Regions from separate parts of the Macaca mulatta genome. Here region 2 is linked to region 1. Evidence: chromatin contacts called from public Hi-C data. All regions are on one chromosome and are shown on one strand. Each heading gives the region's core, a stretch centred on a gene start, on an enhancer-like site or on the middle of the called end of the contact. The rest is flanking DNA. Distances are from core to core; before and after follow the strand shown. Region 1 holds the start of PDE4A (phosphodiesterase 4A). Region 2 has its middle 20 kb from the start of KEAP1.

Region 1 (3,325 bases), core at 413-2,912:
AATGTTAACTCCGAACAGAATTAGGGAGACTCGTCTAAGGGAGTCCAGACTGAAGAAGTTCTAGGGGGTGAATAGGGAATCCCACGCAAAAATCGGAGCAGGGGGTTGGGGGGAGATCCCGAGCAAGGACTCAGGGTACCAGTGGTACTGGGGTCCTGGAGTTGAATCGAGGCTCCTGAAAGTCCAGACTGAGGGGGTGAGAATCCTAGGTGTGAACAGTGGGGTCCCTAGGCAGTATCGGGGACCACAACTCTGGAGCGGGGTCCGGGAGTGGGGAAAGGGATGGGCGCGCGCGCCTTACCTGATGCCGCCAGCGGAAGAGGCTGGCCGTGTCGATGTTGGGGTGCGTCTCGTCTTCATCATCAGACACCTCAATGTGGTCCCACACGCTGTAGTCCACCATCTTGCCTTGGCGGCCCAGCCCGCTACGGCTCGGTTGGCGGCGACGGCGGCGGCGCTGGAGACTTGGTGCGCGGAGCCCCGCCCCTTCCGCTTCCGCCCGAGTGCGGGGGAAACCCCGCCCATGCCTGACGTCACATCCCTAGTAACCGCGGCAGCGGCACTGGCTACCCATTCTGCCTTAAAGGGCCTTGCGCAAGCGTTCCAGTCCCCTGGAGTTCCCGCAGAGACTCCACCTTATCGGGCGCAGGGGCTCCGCTAGGTCTCCTGGGGGCATACGAGTGGGCACTTCAACTCCTAGCCCCCCTCATCTCCCGCCTCTCCACGGTGGGCGTTTGGGGTGGCAGGGAGAGGACGGTTGATGAGACTAAGAGGACTGTCCCCTCAGCTACGCCGCAGTGACGTCTGCAAGGGGTACGGACACGGCGGGAAGGCCCTCCCCCTGCCCTTCGTAAACGGGGACCTAAGCCTGCTCTGGAGAGGGGCGCCTGACGACTCCTGGGACTTTCTCAGCCCGAGGAGGACTGGACCTGCCCTGGGGGTGTCTAAATCGAGGGTGGTATGGCCCTCCCCTTGAGGGGTTAAACATAGAGGGGAGATTGTGGCTCTGCCTTGGGAGCCTTCTCCTCGTCCTCCAGCTCCGGCCATTAGCAGCAAGGACTCGCGCGCGCGCACATACACACACACACACACACACACACACACACTTTGGAATCACCCGGACCCCCCATAACGGGTCTCGGCGCCCCACCCCGCGTGACCGCTGGGTGTCGCTAGAGTCTAGCCTACGGCGCGTATTCCTGGTCCCGCGCTTGGTGGGGGAATCTTGGAGGGGTGGAAGGGGGCTTTCCTTTTCGTCACAGTCTGGGGTCACGCATAGTCCCTCCCCGTTTGTCTGGGGGTACCCTTCCTCCGCCGGGGCTCTAAGGACTCCATTACTCTAAGCATGCAGGGCCCTGGCCTCACACTTCCACGCATCCCAATCCGCGCTTTTATACCAGGATAATAGGCCGCGTTGCAGTCTCGGGCCAGGATTATTTTAGATTAAAGGGTGCTCCATCGGGGGTCAGGCTGGATAGGAGGAGCTCCAGCCACTCGGGTGAGGGGCGCCTCTTCCCAGTCTCCCCTGGAGCCGACGTCGCAGGCGGTGCCCGGAGAGAGCGAGCGAAAGTCTCCAGATGGGGGGAATTCCCCAGTGCATGGAGGGGGAGGGGCCATCGGACAAAAACGCCCTCCCGCTGCCGCCCCTCCCCCTCGCGCTTCATTCAAACCCGCGAGTGGGCGGCCAGGGGCGGAGGAGTCCCCATCTCCTCCCCCTCCCTCTTCACCTCTACCCTGGCAGTCCAGCACATCAGTGGCTGTCACGGCCCGGGCACGCGCGCGCACGGACCCACACCCCGGCGGCTCTCACAATCGCACACACACATACACACACACCAGCAAACAAAGGGTCTGGACACCCCCGTCCCCTCCCGCCCCCCAGGCCAGAGAGGGCGGGGCATCCCCTCCCCAGCCCCCCCGCAAGGTAAGCTTGGGGCTGCGAGCTGCGGTGGGGAGGGGGACCCGGTGCCATGGTGGGAGGGGGCCAGGACTGTAGGGAGTTCCCCGGCTCCCCAAGAAAGCCATACCCCCACCCCCACCGTATGCCCTTCAGGGCTTCGGCCCGGTCAGCAGCATGGGGGTGTTGGGAGAGAATCCGAGATGTCAGGGATTCCCGGATCGGCGCGGGGGTCTCTTCCTGGCTCTGGAGACTGGAGCTGCCCAGCTTCAGCAAAACAGCGTTCCCGGAGCCTCAGCTTCCAGAACCGGGGATAGGGCGCCGGAAGCTTCCCCATCAACGCCGAGCATTTCCTAATCTGCCAGCACAGCACCTCCAGCCCTGGGGACTGAGGAGAGAGACCCCTAAGTTGCTTTGCACTGTCGCTCTGTCCCCGGTCCCTACCCCACCCCCCATCGGTGCAAACCCTGCTATGTGTCTCCTGCCTGTGATGTGGATGGGGGGGGGTTGCGGGAATTGGGAACGTTTTTTGGGGCTACCCTTGCTTCTTCTGCTACATCCCATAACCACATAGCACTGAGCTGCGATGGGGCTTTGCCTTCCTGAGTCTCAATTTCCTCCTCTGCAAAGTGGGTAACGACACACACCTAGGATTCCGCGAAATCGTGCTCGCAGAGCCTGCTTTTGCGCCATCGTTTTGTTTATTAGCTCATTTTACATCTCTTTACCAAGTGTCTACTTACTATGTGCTGGGCACTGTGACCAGGCTTTGGGGCAGCAGCAACCAACCAACCCAGCAGGGGGCCCTGCTCCCGGCTAGTGAGGGAGCAGGATCCCTGTATAAACATACAGATCCCCACGGGTGATTTCCTACTGTGAAGACTAAAATTCCGTCCTTGGACAGAGAGAGCCTAGGGGTAAATGCACTCAAGATTAATGAGGGAGCTGGGCGCAGTGGCTCACGCTTATAATCCCAGCACTTTGGGAGGCCGAGGCGGGCGGATCACTTGAAGTCAGGAGTTCGAGACCAGCCTGGCCAATATGGTGAAACCCCATCTCCACTAAAAATACAAAAATTAGCTGGGCATGGTGGCAGGTGCCTGTAATCCCAGCTACCCCGGAGGCTGAGGCAGGAGAATCGCTTAAACCCGGGAGGCAGAGGTTGCAGTGAGCAAAGATCACACCACTGCACTCCAGCTTGGCGACAGAGTGAGACTCCATCTCAAAAAAAAAAAAAAAAAACAAAAAAAACAGATTAAATAAGACTTCTGGATCCTGCCTGCCTTCCTCCTTGGGTCTGCGCTCCATGAGGGCAGGATTAGGTCTAGAACAGTGGCTGGCACACAGTAGGTGCTCAATAAATGTTGAATGAGCCTGGCACCCTGGTGTGAGCCTATAGTCCCAGCTACTTGGGAGGCTGGCTGGAGG
Region 2 (3,062 bases), core at 525-3,024, 73 kb after region 1:
TCAAGCCTGGGCAACAAAAGTGAAACTCTGTCTCCAAAAAAAAAAAAAAAAAGGCAGTGACATGTGACCCTCAGCTGGCTCTCCTGGGTAGGGAGTTCACTTTTCTTCAAGCAAAGGTGAACAAGGGCAGTGGGGCACAGCAGGGAGGCCATGTAATCTGAAGGAGGCCAGGGGGACCTGGGGAAGGGGTGAAGTCAGTTCAGTCTCTGAAATTGACATCAAGGCTTGCAGGCTTCCTGGTACTGGTCTTGGGCAAATGGCTTCGCCTCTCCCAGCCTTTAGAGGGCTCTGTCCTGTGCTAAACTTTTCAAGAGGATTATCTCTTGACTCTCCAGCTGTTCTTGAGAATGAGCTATCATTGGTTCCATTTTGCAGTTGAAGAAACTGAGGGCTGGGATGAGATAGCACAATATGGAGAAAATTCAAGGAAATAAGACGAGGACCTCGCTTCACCCAGTGCCTGTTCAACAGTGATAGCTGTCCCCATACTTTTATGTTATTTCAGGTGTACGAAATCTTGAGATGTAGGTAGTATTTCTCCCTCTTTAATAACAAAAACATGTCAGTGCGGGCCAGGTGTGGTGGCTCACGCCTGTAATCCCAGCACTTTGGGAGGCTGAAGCAGGTGGATCATCTGAGGTCAGGAGTTCGAGACCAGCCTGACCAACAAGATGAAGCCCAGTCTCTACTAAAAATACAAAAATTAGCCGGGTGTGGTGGCGCACATCTGTAATCCCAGCTACTCCGGAGGCTGAGGCAGGAGAGTCCCTTGAACCTGGGAGGTGGAGGTTGCAGTAAGCTGAGATCACGCCACTGCACTCCAGCCTGGGCAACAAGAGCGAAACTCCATCTCAAAAAAAAAAAAAAAAAGTCAATGCAAATCAAAATAAGACATTTATTTTTTTATTTTCTTTTGCAAAGCATTTTCACAGCTCATTTCTGTTCATGGAAGCTAGAACATACAGCTTTCCAGGAATGGTCTGACAATATTTATCAAAAACATAGCCAGCTGGGCGCAGTGGCTCTTGCCTGGAATCTCAGCACTTTTGGAGGCTGAGGTGGGAGGATCATCGGAACCCAGGAATTCAAAACCAGCCTGGGTGACATAGTGAGACATGTCTTTCTCTTTCTCTCTTTCTCTTTCTCTCTCTCTCTCTCTCTCTCCCCCCCCACCCCCCCTCCTCTCTCTCTCTCCCCCTCTCTTTCTTTTCTTTCTCCCTTCCTTTCCCCTTCCCCTTCCCTTTCCTCAGTTTCCCCCACTGTAAAATCCAAACAACAAATTAGCTGGGCGTGGTGGCGGGCGCCTGTAATCCCAGCTACTCAGGAGGCTGAGGCAGGAGAATTGCCTGAACCCGGGAGGCGGAGGTTGCAGTGAGCCGAGATCGTGCCACTGCACTCCAGTTTGGGCGAGAGTGAGACTCCGTCTCAAAAAAAAAAAAAAAAAATCCAAATAACAATAGCTCAGGTTTACCGAGAGGTTGTTATGTGACAAGCCCTGTTTGTTTTACGTAAATCATCGGGGTAAATGCTCACAACAGCCCTATTAAGTAGGTACTATTATTATAAAAAGGGTCACAGGCATAGGCAGGGAAGGAGGCAGGGCTGGGAGTCGAAGACCGTGAGCGCCGCCTAGAGTAGGGCTCGGGGAGGGGGGGTCGGGGACGGGAGTGCTAGATAGGGACCCGGCGCACGCGCAGAACAGGTGGGAGGCGTGGCGAGAACGAGCGGGAGTTTTTTTTTCCCGACTACGATTGGCTGATGTAACTGTCATCACTTGAAAAGGCAGCCAATGAGAGGCGCGGCCGCCTCGCCCATGGAAGCCGAGGGCTGAGCGAAGCGAGGCGTGCGGAGCCAAAGGCTCTCGACCGACAGCGGGCGCCACGGACCCCAAAGTGGTTGAGGGGATCCTGCCACTCCCGCTGAAAGTGGCCCCAGCGTCGTTCCTACTCTCTTCGGCAGACCCCGGCATCGTCCTCCTTTTCCCGAGAATATCCTGACATCAGTCGCCCGTTCCAAAAGGGGACACTTGGAGTCATCCCTTTTTTCTGAGTGACCCTAGAGTCGTCCTTACTTCCTGAGGGGGATCCTGGCGTCATCCGCCCTTCTTGAGGGAACCTGCTGTCACTCCCCTGTCCTGATGGCCAGCACCGCATTGTCCTTTCTTCCTGCGGGAAACCCAGACTTCATCCGCTCTTCCTGGCGGGGACCCCCATGCCATTATCCCCTCCTGAGGGGACCCCAGAGCGTCCCCCTTCCTCAAGGCTTCCCAGCGTTGTTTCTTCTTCCCGAGAAGGGGCCTGGTGCTGTTCCCCCATTTCCAGAGTGTTTCCTATCATTGTCCTCCGCACACTCAGAAGGGATCTGTCATCCCCTCTTTTTCTGAGATCAGTCCCTTCCTCCTTTCCAGTTTAAGGTCGACCCCTGCAAGGCTTCGGTGACCCCCATAGATAGAAGTCCCAAAGACCCCCTGTGTCCCTTGCCCCCAGCTGAGCAGAGGGGAAGGCAAAAGACTCAGCTCACCCCGCGAAGATGGGGAGAAACCGAAACTAGCTGTTAAAGGAACCCACTATGTCACATGAGAAGTCATTTAGGGCCGGGCGCGGTGGCTCATGCCCGTAATCCCAGAACTTTGGGAGGCCGAGGTGGGTTATCATATGAGATCAGAAGTTCGAGACCAGCCTGGCCAACATGGTGAAAAACCCGCCTCTACTAAAAAATACAAAAATGAGCCGGGAGTGGCGGTATGCGCCTGTAATCCCAGCTACTCCAGAGGCCGAGGTAGGAGAATCGCTTGAATCCCGGAGGTGGAGGTTTCAGAGAGCTGAGATCACACCACTGTATTCCAGCCTGGGCAATAGAGTGAGACTCCATCTCAAAAAAAAAAAGAAAAGAAAAAGAATTTGCCTGTTAACTACAAAATTTTTAAACAACTTCTATATATACTCAGTTAAGGCAGACAAAACAAATCTCTGACTATTTCATTCACTGAGCCAATATTAATTTTATGTATGTATGTATGTATGTATGTATGTATGTATGTATGTATGTTTTGAGAGGGAGTC

The links. A called contact is a pair of places that touch in the nucleus more often than the background predicts.
Region 2: a Hi-C map of CD4 T cells shows a contact between it and region 1, with 5 times the contacts expected there. The contact joins the enhancer-like site here to the promoter of PDE4A in region 1. A contact is called at or near these places in 7 of 14 Hi-C or Micro-C datasets (CD4 T cells, blood, cortical neurons and 3 more).

What each region holds. Positions count from the first base shown.
Region 1 is chr19:11,132,112-11,135,436 of T2T-MMU8v2.0, forward strand. It overlaps PDE4A (phosphodiesterase 4A), which reads left to right and starts at 1,663. Exons shown (of 17, transcript XM_028839945.2): 1 at 1,663-1,924. It overlaps CDC37 (cell division cycle 37, HSP90 cochaperone), which reads right to left and starts at 467. Exons shown (of 8, transcript XM_077977429.1): 1 at 302-467. The coding sequence starts at 403. It overlaps LOC144336672 (a long non-coding RNA gene), which reads right to left. Exons shown (of 2, transcript XR_013408930.1): 2 at 1,807-2,823.
Region 2 is chr19:11,205,162-11,208,223 of T2T-MMU8v2.0, forward strand. No RefSeq gene overlaps it. Among named protein-coding and RNA genes, the nearest start is that of KEAP1, 20 kb to the right of the region's middle. Within about 2 kb of position 1,775, at least 25 of the 40 cell types and tissues checked have an H3K27ac peak or open chromatin away from gene starts, as enhancers often do. A contact at or near this core is called in CD4 T cells, blood, fetal cortex germinal zone and 1 more, where this site is marked.